Linked DNA regions of Hordeum vulgare: region 1 is linked to region 2. Evidence: chromatin contacts called from public Hi-C data. All regions are on one chromosome and are shown on one strand. Each heading gives the region's core, a stretch centred on a gene start, on an enhancer-like site or on the middle of the called end of the contact. The rest is flanking DNA. Distances are from core to core; before and after follow the strand shown. Region 1 holds the start of LOC123426528 (F-box protein At5g50450). Region 2 has its middle 230 kb from the start of LOC123426527.

Region 1 (4,346 bases), core at 1,077-3,576, 330 kb after region 2:
AAATAACGCATGGATCCTCAAGATCAAAACCTCCATGGTCGTCTCCATTGAACACATCTCATAATTCTTGACCCTATGGGCGCTTGTGAATGGTGTCCATCTTGATGAAATCGCCGAAGGTACCATTGTGTGAAAGCACACGACGAGTGGACATTACTCCGCGACCTCCGCCTACAAGGCTCAATTCCTAGGATTGGTTATCTCTTCCATGAAACATATGATTTGGAGGGCTTGGGCGCCACCAAAGGCCAAATTCTTTTGCTTGGCTGGCCATCCAAGGTAGAATTTGGACCGCGGATAGAGTGAAGAAAGGGGGATGGTCAAATTGTCGACTTTGCACCCTATGCAAGAGAGAGCAAGAAAGTGGACCGCACCTCTTCTTTCAATGCCGATATACAATTAGGCTATGGAACTTGTTCAATGTGAAATACGGGTTTCATCATTTGGACACCTCTACGTGGCATCTTCAAGATTCGATTGAGAAGTGGTGGCCGAACAGGACCGGCGTCGGAGTCTCTAATAGGAAGGCTATGACCTTTCTCATCATGCTCGTATTATGGACCGTGTGGAACAAGAGGAATGCACCTACCTTGAGACACAAGAACGCCCCTTCTATCATCATTCTAAACAGCATTGACTACGAGACCAACCTTTAGATCACCGCTGGGACGAAGAAATTAGAAAATATTATTGTGTGTGAGTCATTCATGCCATGCCATGTAAGGTATGACTCATGTAACAAACTATACTTTTTTCTTAATTAATAGGTGAACCAAAATCTTTTACTTCCGATTTTAAAAAAAACATGTGGACTAACCAATGAAACCTGTGGTGCGAACAAAATGATGACAAGTTGCCGCGGTCATGTGTCCGTTCTGGAAGCCTGCTACCAGTAGCCAGTAGTAGTAGCTAAAAAAGCAGGTCGCCTAAATCCATTGGACACAATGAGAGTAAAATTGGGAGGCGTAAAACCTGAGGACGCCACGCAAGGCAGAGGCAAAATATCAGGGAGGAGCTACAGCCAACAGCTATATGGATGGAGCGGCAAGCAATGCGAGGCTAGAAAAGAAGGCCTCGCTCGGCCACTCCATTAACACGGCACCAGCTTAGCTTAGGCATGGCCGATTTGGGCCGTTAATCTCTGGTCCAAGACGGTTAATTATTAGTTAGTGCCGTTTTTACCGATCCGTTTAGCCGTGTCCAAAATGCCGTCCTGTGATTAGAACCCTGCAAGCGTAACCGCCAACTCCTCACTTGGCCGCTAGTTTTTCCAGGCGCCATCTTCCAATCCAATCCACCAGTTGGTTTACCTTTCGTCTCCTTCCCATGTCATTGCTTTCCTTTTCTTGCAAGGCTGGGTTAACCCGGCCAATGTAAAAGGAAAAAAAAAAAAGCAATTCGTCGACAACAATAATATCTTCTTCTGGTGGTTAATTAGCCTTGACCACGTTTTTATCACCCTTTGGTTGAGGTTAGGATGAGGATCTAGCTTCTCTTGCTATAGTATGGAAGCACGTTCCCCCGGCCGTGTGTGTCGCACGGAAAACAGCTAGCGCAGGCATGGAAAAGTTGTTGCTTAACACAATATATAACTGATACACTTTGCGCAAGCAAGACTGTTATCGCAAAGTCCTGCAAGACATAATCACGTGCTTCCAGGATTGCTGTTTTACTTGCCATTTTTCATATATTTTTATATAGAAAGCAAATACTGTAGTAGTAGTAATGACTTCCGGAGGGGGAAGTTAATCAACATTTCGGTTTTAAACACGCGATTCTAAATGAGGTGTACCAATAAGGCAGGCCCGGTGCACATTCCATCCGTCCATGATTCTGCAATCTCACCGTAAATGGTTACCTTTTTCGTGTCCAGCAGTACCGAAAATCACATAATTAATGTAGCCATTACATCCAGACCAAAAAAGACAAGACAGAGGCATTTTCATGTTTGCAAACATGTGAAATAAGTTGTATCTCCAAGAAAAGATCCGCTGAAAGCAATGTGGCATGGAGAAGCAAGCAGGGTGGTTAAATCCATCCATCCAGCATTTTCAACGCAAAGGAAGCAACCCCCGGTCCCTTGAGACCAAAAACATCGCTGATAGGCTTTATAGAGACAAGACCAAAATTAGCTAGCTAGGCAAAACTTGAATCGGTAGCAATGCCAATGCAAGATATGTGAAGCGAAAATGTGGTTGTGCCTGCCAACTCCAATTGACAAGGCATAACATGTCGCCATTTAAAACGCCAAAACCATCTATGTATAATCCAGCAAGATATATCCACCATGTCATGTCACCAACCTACCTTGTATCATGTATGTAGTACATCCATCCCCATGGGAAGAAAGAAGAAGAGAAAGAAACAGGGAGCCCCAAGTGAGTGAGAAACAAAGGCAGCAACAAATGAAGCAAACAACCCAAGCCAAGCAAAGGCGGCATGCAAAGCAAAGGCTGCCAAAGAGAGGATGCACACACTAACCACAATCATGAATGGGCAAGGCCAGCCCCCACCACCTCACCACCCTTAACAAAAACACCAGAAACCGAAATTTGGGAGGAGGAGAAATCAAGAAAAAGCTGAGGAGAGAGAAGGGAGGGTGGGAGGATCAAGAAAGGGAGGAGAGGCTTTGCATCCAAGCGTGCTCCCCCCCAAGCAACCCCCCTTCCCTCCTTCCGGTCAGCGTCCCTGTTGACCACTCCGTTGCAACGGAACGGAACGGAGGGCATCCTCCTTCCTTGTGTAGCCAGCCACGCACCCCCTGCTCCCTCCTAGGACTATATATAACTCCTATCCTCTCCCATTCTCGCCATTACGGACACACCATCTCTCTTCTCTTCTCTTCTCTTTCTCCCCGCAACCGTCCAAGACTTGCAACAGCTCGCCGCCCGCAACGACGTAACACGGACGCCGCATCGTGGAACGGGGGCAGGCGGCATGAAGACGAGGCGTGGCGCCTGCTACTCCTGCCATGAGCCGGCGGCAGAGGAGCCGGAGATGCACCGCCGGAAGAGGCGGAGGACGGCCATGGAGGCGGCGGGGTGTGCTGCCGCTGCCGCTGCCGTCGGAGACATGTTCGAGGACCTGCCGGATGACCTCTTGCTGTCCATACTTGCTGATGTCGCCGCGTCCGCCCGCTCGCCGGCCGACCTCGCCGGCGCCACCATGACGTACGTCCCTGTTTCCTCTGCTTTCTTGTAGTATTACGATGGATGAATGCGATTCGTGATTGTCGCTGGGATGGAGATGGAGTTCTTACGGGGATGTGCGTGCAGGTGCAAGAGATTCAGGGAGTTGGGCCAGAGCAAGGTTGTTCTTGCCAAGGTGTCGCCGCGGTGCCTCGCCGTCCGGGCCAAAAGCTGGTCGGACTCCGCCCACCGCTTCCTGCAGCGCTGCGCCGACGCCGGCAACCTCGACGCATGCTACCTTCTTGGCATGGTAAGAACCATGGCCATCGTAACTGACTCACCCATGTTTCCTTTGTGCTTGGCGATCGTAACTGACTCACCCATGTTTCCATTGTTTTTGGTGCGCTATAGATCCGCTTCTACTGCCTGGGGAGCCGGGGGTCGGGAGCAGCGCTGATGGCTGCGGCGGCGGTGGGTGGCCACCGGGAGGCGCTCTACTCGCTGGCCGTCATCCAGTTCAACGGCAGCGGTGGCAGCAAGGACGACCGCGACCTCCGGGCGGGCGCTGCGCTGTGCGCGCGCGCGGCGTCGCTCGGCCACGTCGACGCGCTCCGCGAGCTCGGCCACTGCCTCCAGGACGGCTACGGCGTGCGCCGCTCCTTGCTCGACGGGCGCCGCCTCCTCATCCAGGCGAACGCGCGGGAACTCGCCGCCGCGGTCACCACGTCGGCCTCGCTGCTCCGCGCGGCGGCCAGCAGCGGCAAGGCCTCGCGGAGGCACTCGTGCCTGCTCAGCGACTTCGGGTGCCGCGCCGCGGTCGCCGCGGCCGGCGAGGCGCATGCCGCCAACCGGTTCCTCGTCGAGTGGTTCGCGTCGCGGCCGCTGGGCGGCGAGAGCAGCAGCCCAGCAGCAGCACCAGCACCAGCGGACGACGGCGGGGGCCTGCGGCTGTGCTCGCACGCGCTGTGCGGTCGGCCGGAGACGCGGCGGCACGAGTTCCGGCGGTGCTCCGTGTGCGGCGTGGTGAACTACTGCTCGCGCGCGTGCCAGGCGCTGCACTGGAAGATGGCGCACAAGGCCGAGTGCACGCCCATGGACCGGTGGCTCGACGGCGCCAACGCTAACCCCAACCCCAATGCCGTCGCCGTGGCCGCTCCGGCGCTGTAATCGCCGCCGTGTCCTACCACCCGTTTCTGGCCAGTTCTTTCCTTTTTTTTT
Region 2 (4,709 bases), core at 540-3,039:
GTTTTTTGCATTTTTTTAAAAAAACCCTGATGTTTCAGGTAATCAACCCGCAGTCCGGATTTAAGTCAGAAAACGAATTGTTTTTTTGCATTTTTCCAAAAACCCCGAAATGTTTCAGATAATCAACCCGCAGTCCGGATTTTAACAAAAAAACCCTAACTTTTCAGTTAATCAATCCATATTTTATCTAAAACAAAATTATCCATATCTTTTAAACCGTAACTCCGATTTTGACATGTTATATATGAAATTTGATTAAAAAAAGGTGTAGAATCTAAATGTGATGTTATTTTTAGCTGTTGAATACTTCTTAAATATTATTTTTGGTGCAAACTTAATCTGTAGTGCACAGTTCTTTTTTCTCTCTCTTTCCGACGATGATACGAATTTCAATAAACATCCATTAAATTAAAACCAAATTGAGAGGAAAAAAAACATCGTTAACAACACATGCACACTTTTGGAAAACCTCGTGGGGAGAAACAACATATTTCTTATCTTATTTCGAGTGATTGTACATTCAAACGCGTTTTCGTTGTGTGAGCACTAAAGCTATCGTCGGCAACACAAATGTGATGCCATGTGAAAATATATTACGTTTAGAGCGTGTGTTATTTTCTCTTCCGTTGCAACGCGCAGACTCTTTTGCTAGTATATTATATTACTTATATATTAAGGGCCTCCAATTTGTTCACCCCGGGCTTCCGAATTATCAGGACCGGCCCTGTACAAACACATGGTAATTTTGAACTTTCATGCTTCAATTTATTTTTGACAAAAATTTACCATATGTCATTGAAATTTATCATTCGCTTGTGACTGAAATTGTCATAAAAAAACATTAAGGCCGGAGTGCCATACACCTACCTTTTCATGAGGAAAATGGATTTTATTCGATCAGCACCTTTCTTAACAGCAAGATAGGTCTTTTATTTTGTAGTATATATATATGTTCCGTCGATGACTCTTTCAATTCTTCCTTGCCTCGTGACTCTTTCAACTCGACGTCAAACTGCCGCAAATCCAGCGTAGCATTAGACCATCTATGGAGACGCATGTATGATTGCCTTGACTTTTTCTCAGTTGTGCCCTTCTGCAATTCCAACCACCAAAAACCCTACTACTAGTATTATTACTACTAGCTTTTTGCTTACCATGGCCCATATTAGCCTTGACAAAACGAGTTTAAATACAAGGCGTTCATTCACACCGAAAACGATCTGGAAAAAAGGCAACCCCATCTACCGCACCAAACTCGCCCGCGCAAATGCAATCCACATCGATTGGTCTTATCCGACCGCCACCAGTACATGTTAATTATGCCCGAAAATGCATAAGTGCCTCACCAACCCTTGTAGATAAATTAGGAGGCTGTCAAGTGTCAAGTATAACCGGACAATGCTTGCCACATCAATGCCTGTTGGTTTGTGGCTAGGCTTACTGAGAAATCCTACTCTGTTTCCATACATGATTAGTTGTTTGTTAGCTTACTTTACGATGAGGTCAAGCTATCGCCCGATGCAGTTCAGAATTCGCTCGGGCAGCGCAACTCATTGGAAAAGCATCATCCAGATTACAAACTTTGGCTATGTATGGTTGGCTTTATCCAACTGTGTGGTTGAGTGATCAGTTGTACATCTCTGCTGTGTTTGTGTGAGGTTTGATGGCCGTGTGCAGTGATCAACCATTATACATGTTCTAATCTATTTAAAATTCGGGTCGGCCCTGTACGTGGTTCTTTCCATTTTCTCTTTGTCTAGGCCACCGAGGGGCACGGCTATGTATGACAGATCAGGGACTCGCGCCTACCCTGAGCGTCCACACGGCCCGGACCAATTAGCTTCCTACATGTTAGTCGTTTTTCTCTATTTTTATTATATAGCAAAAGGGCTCATGCGTTGTAACGGAAGAAAGAAATACCACACGCTCTTAATTTATAAAAAATGATCTATAATCTCAGAATTTGTAGTTACAACACAAATAAAGATCGTCTTATCCTACAAAAATGCAGTTTAAAATTTCAGAGGTCTTCTATTTTAACACGGCTTGCATGTAGATTTAGTACGTACAAAGAATCAGTCAAGTGACCTTCAGTTTCATCTCTAATCCTGATTTTGTTGACATGTTCATCCCCAACCCGGATGAGTACCGGTATGAAAAAAAGACAAATAATGACTTATTTATTAAGATTGCACCGTAGATAGTATTTTTATTAAACGTTTAACAGATAAAATAATATCATATTTAAATTCTACATATTTTTCTAATCAAATTCCATATATAATATGTTAAATTTGGAGTTACGGTTTAAAAGATATGAGTATTTTAAAAATCATTTAATATATACTACGAGTTTAATGTCATAAACAGTAAGGGCTTTTTTTAAAATCACCTCGGTGGGTTTTCCAACGGAAGCGATAGCCTCTTTATTATTAGGTAAAGATTTTTGCTCAGGTTTAGAATACCATGTAAATACATATATTATAAAAGTATATGAATTACTTTAGAAACTTTAAGAACTCCATATTCAAATCTGTTGACATCCTAAAAATTCTACTTTAAAACATGTTGTTAATATTTATTTTTAAAATCATAGCATTAAAAAATTCAATAGTTTAAAACCAATTTATGTGACATTACTAAAGTCTTTATAAAATGTAAAAAATATATTCATGTAATTACAATGGACCATTCAATAAAAAGGCTACATTTTAAAAAATATCCACGTGTTTAAAAAACATATTTTTTTCATTTAAATATGTATATAGAATTTAAAAAACTGTTTGCATAGCTTGATAATGTTTCGAGTCATTAAATAATGTTTCAATGTGTATTTTAATTTAATTTTGACATATACTATTTTTTTTGTAAAAACACATATATTCGAAATGATAAGTGTCTATAAAAACTGTTTTATATCTATCCCAAGAATGTACAATGTGTATGCATATAAATAGACATCCAAACATATATTAGAAATAAATGTGGATCACATATTTCAAAACGTTCAATGCATATAAATATATATAGAAAATGCTCAACGTGTATGAAAAATTAGACATGTGTAAAAAGAGAAAAAAAAAGAAAAACCAAAAGAAAATCACTGAACCAAAGAACAAAAGAGGAGACCAATCAAAACCAAAGAAAAAAGGAAAGCAAGTAATACCCAAAGGAAATCCTTCAAAAATATAAGAAACCCTAAAAAACTGGTGCAAAACAATTTAAAGCCCTATAAAAACAACATAAAATGTTTGGTGCAACCAGAATATTTGGGTGACACATAGTATTTGTCAGTACGAGCAACCCATAGCCCTTGAGGTCATTGCGTATTCAGGGGGTCTGTATTATAATACGAGCTTCAATTTATTGGATCTTAGATCCAAAGCAATGTGCATGCGTTTTAAGCATGACGAAAGATAAGTGTTTAGAAAAAGGGGATGCTACACGTCGGTCGACGAATTTTTTTAAAAGATCCGTCACCTCAAGCGGGCGTCCTCCAGCGAATTGGCGTTAGATACGGCACAATTTAGCTGCTTGACGAATTTCTCTATTCTATAACAAGGTCTTGTTGTAGAAACATTAACAATAAAAATTATGGTTCAGATTCTTTTGTAACATATGTTATGCTACAAGATTTCTTTTATAACATAGGGTGTGTTACGGGGATTTTTTTTGCAAGAGAGTTTTTGTCGCAGATATTTTTTGCAACTAAGGTTTTGTTGCAACTTTTTTACATCAAAGCTCATGTTGCAAAAGGCTTGTCTAAGTTTTCGTTGTCGTTCGCTGACGTGGTTTGCAACATCGTTGTTGATAAGATAAACGGTATGCGTGCCTACTTAGGACATGTGGATCAAGGATAATCCAACAACCGCGTGGTGGCAGAACTCTTTGCGCGATCAGCTGGTAGACCATTAGCATTTCCCTTACGATGTGTTTGGATTTAGGAGTGAAAGTGCGTTATATCGACTAGAGGAGGGTGAATAGGCGATTTTTATGAATTTGTCACTGAGAAATTTCCCTATGAGGAAATTGCTAAGTCACGAACAACTTGCAGCGGAATAAGTAATCGGGCATAAGCGTTACGTGACAAAAGTATGGCCATCATGATGAAATGAAACAAACACTTAGCGCAAGTAGTGTGATCAGGATAAGCAGGTGAAGAACAAGTGATGTGAAGAATTTAAGATGAGGAAATTGAGAAAGTCTTCAGTTAAATTCTTCAAACAGTAACAATCAATTTCATCAACACGTAAATGAGGAAATAGAAGGGTTGAGGAAATAGAACCAGGTACTCACTGAAGACAGTGATTTGATGACCCAGTTCCAACTACTGTCATAGTCGTACGTCTCGTTTGGAGCGCCTTGGTATTTAAACCAAAGGACACACAGTTTGTGGACACTAAGTCCTTCCCTATTCTCCTTGAGCTAAGGACACACAGTCCTCGTCCAACACTCGTGGTAAGTCTTTATGGCAGACTTTCAAAACCTCACAGACTCGGTCACCCGACAATCCATAATTTACTGTTGGATGCTCCAGACGAGTGGCGCCTAACCATCTAGAAGATGCACAGTCTTCAAGGGTAACAAGCGTCGGTTCCACACCGGAACAATCTCTTCAGTGATGGTCAATCACTTTGGGTTTCAGGTTTTCGGTTTGGGTGTTTGGGGTTTTTCCTCACTGATGATTCTCTATCAATGTCTTCGAGGAA

Evidence for each region. A called contact is a pair of places that touch in the nucleus more often than the background predicts.
Region 1: a Hi-C map of seedling shows a contact between it and region 2, with 4 times the contacts expected there. The contact joins the promoter of LOC123426528 here to the enhancer-like site in region 2. A contact is called at or near these places in 3 of 6 Hi-C or Micro-C datasets (leaf and seedling) and 1 of 1 datasets of contacts at active chromatin or transcription factors (embryo).

The regions. Positions count from the first base shown.
Region 1 is chr2H:430,140,180-430,144,525 of MorexV3_pseudomolecules_assembly, forward strand. LOC123426528 (F-box protein At5g50450) reads left to right here and starts at 2,327. Exons shown (of 3, transcript XM_045110369.1): 1 at 2,327-3,170; 2 at 3,276-3,438; 3 at 3,540-4,346. The coding sequence starts at 2,938. The coding sequence ends at 4,295.
Region 2 is chr2H:429,807,527-429,812,235 of MorexV3_pseudomolecules_assembly, forward strand. No RefSeq gene overlaps it. Among protein-coding and RNA genes, the nearest start is that of LOC123426527, 230 kb to the left of the region's middle. Within about 2 kb of position 1,790, at least 2 of the 3 cell types and tissues checked have open chromatin away from gene starts, as enhancers often do. A contact at or near this core is called in leaf and seedling, where this site is marked.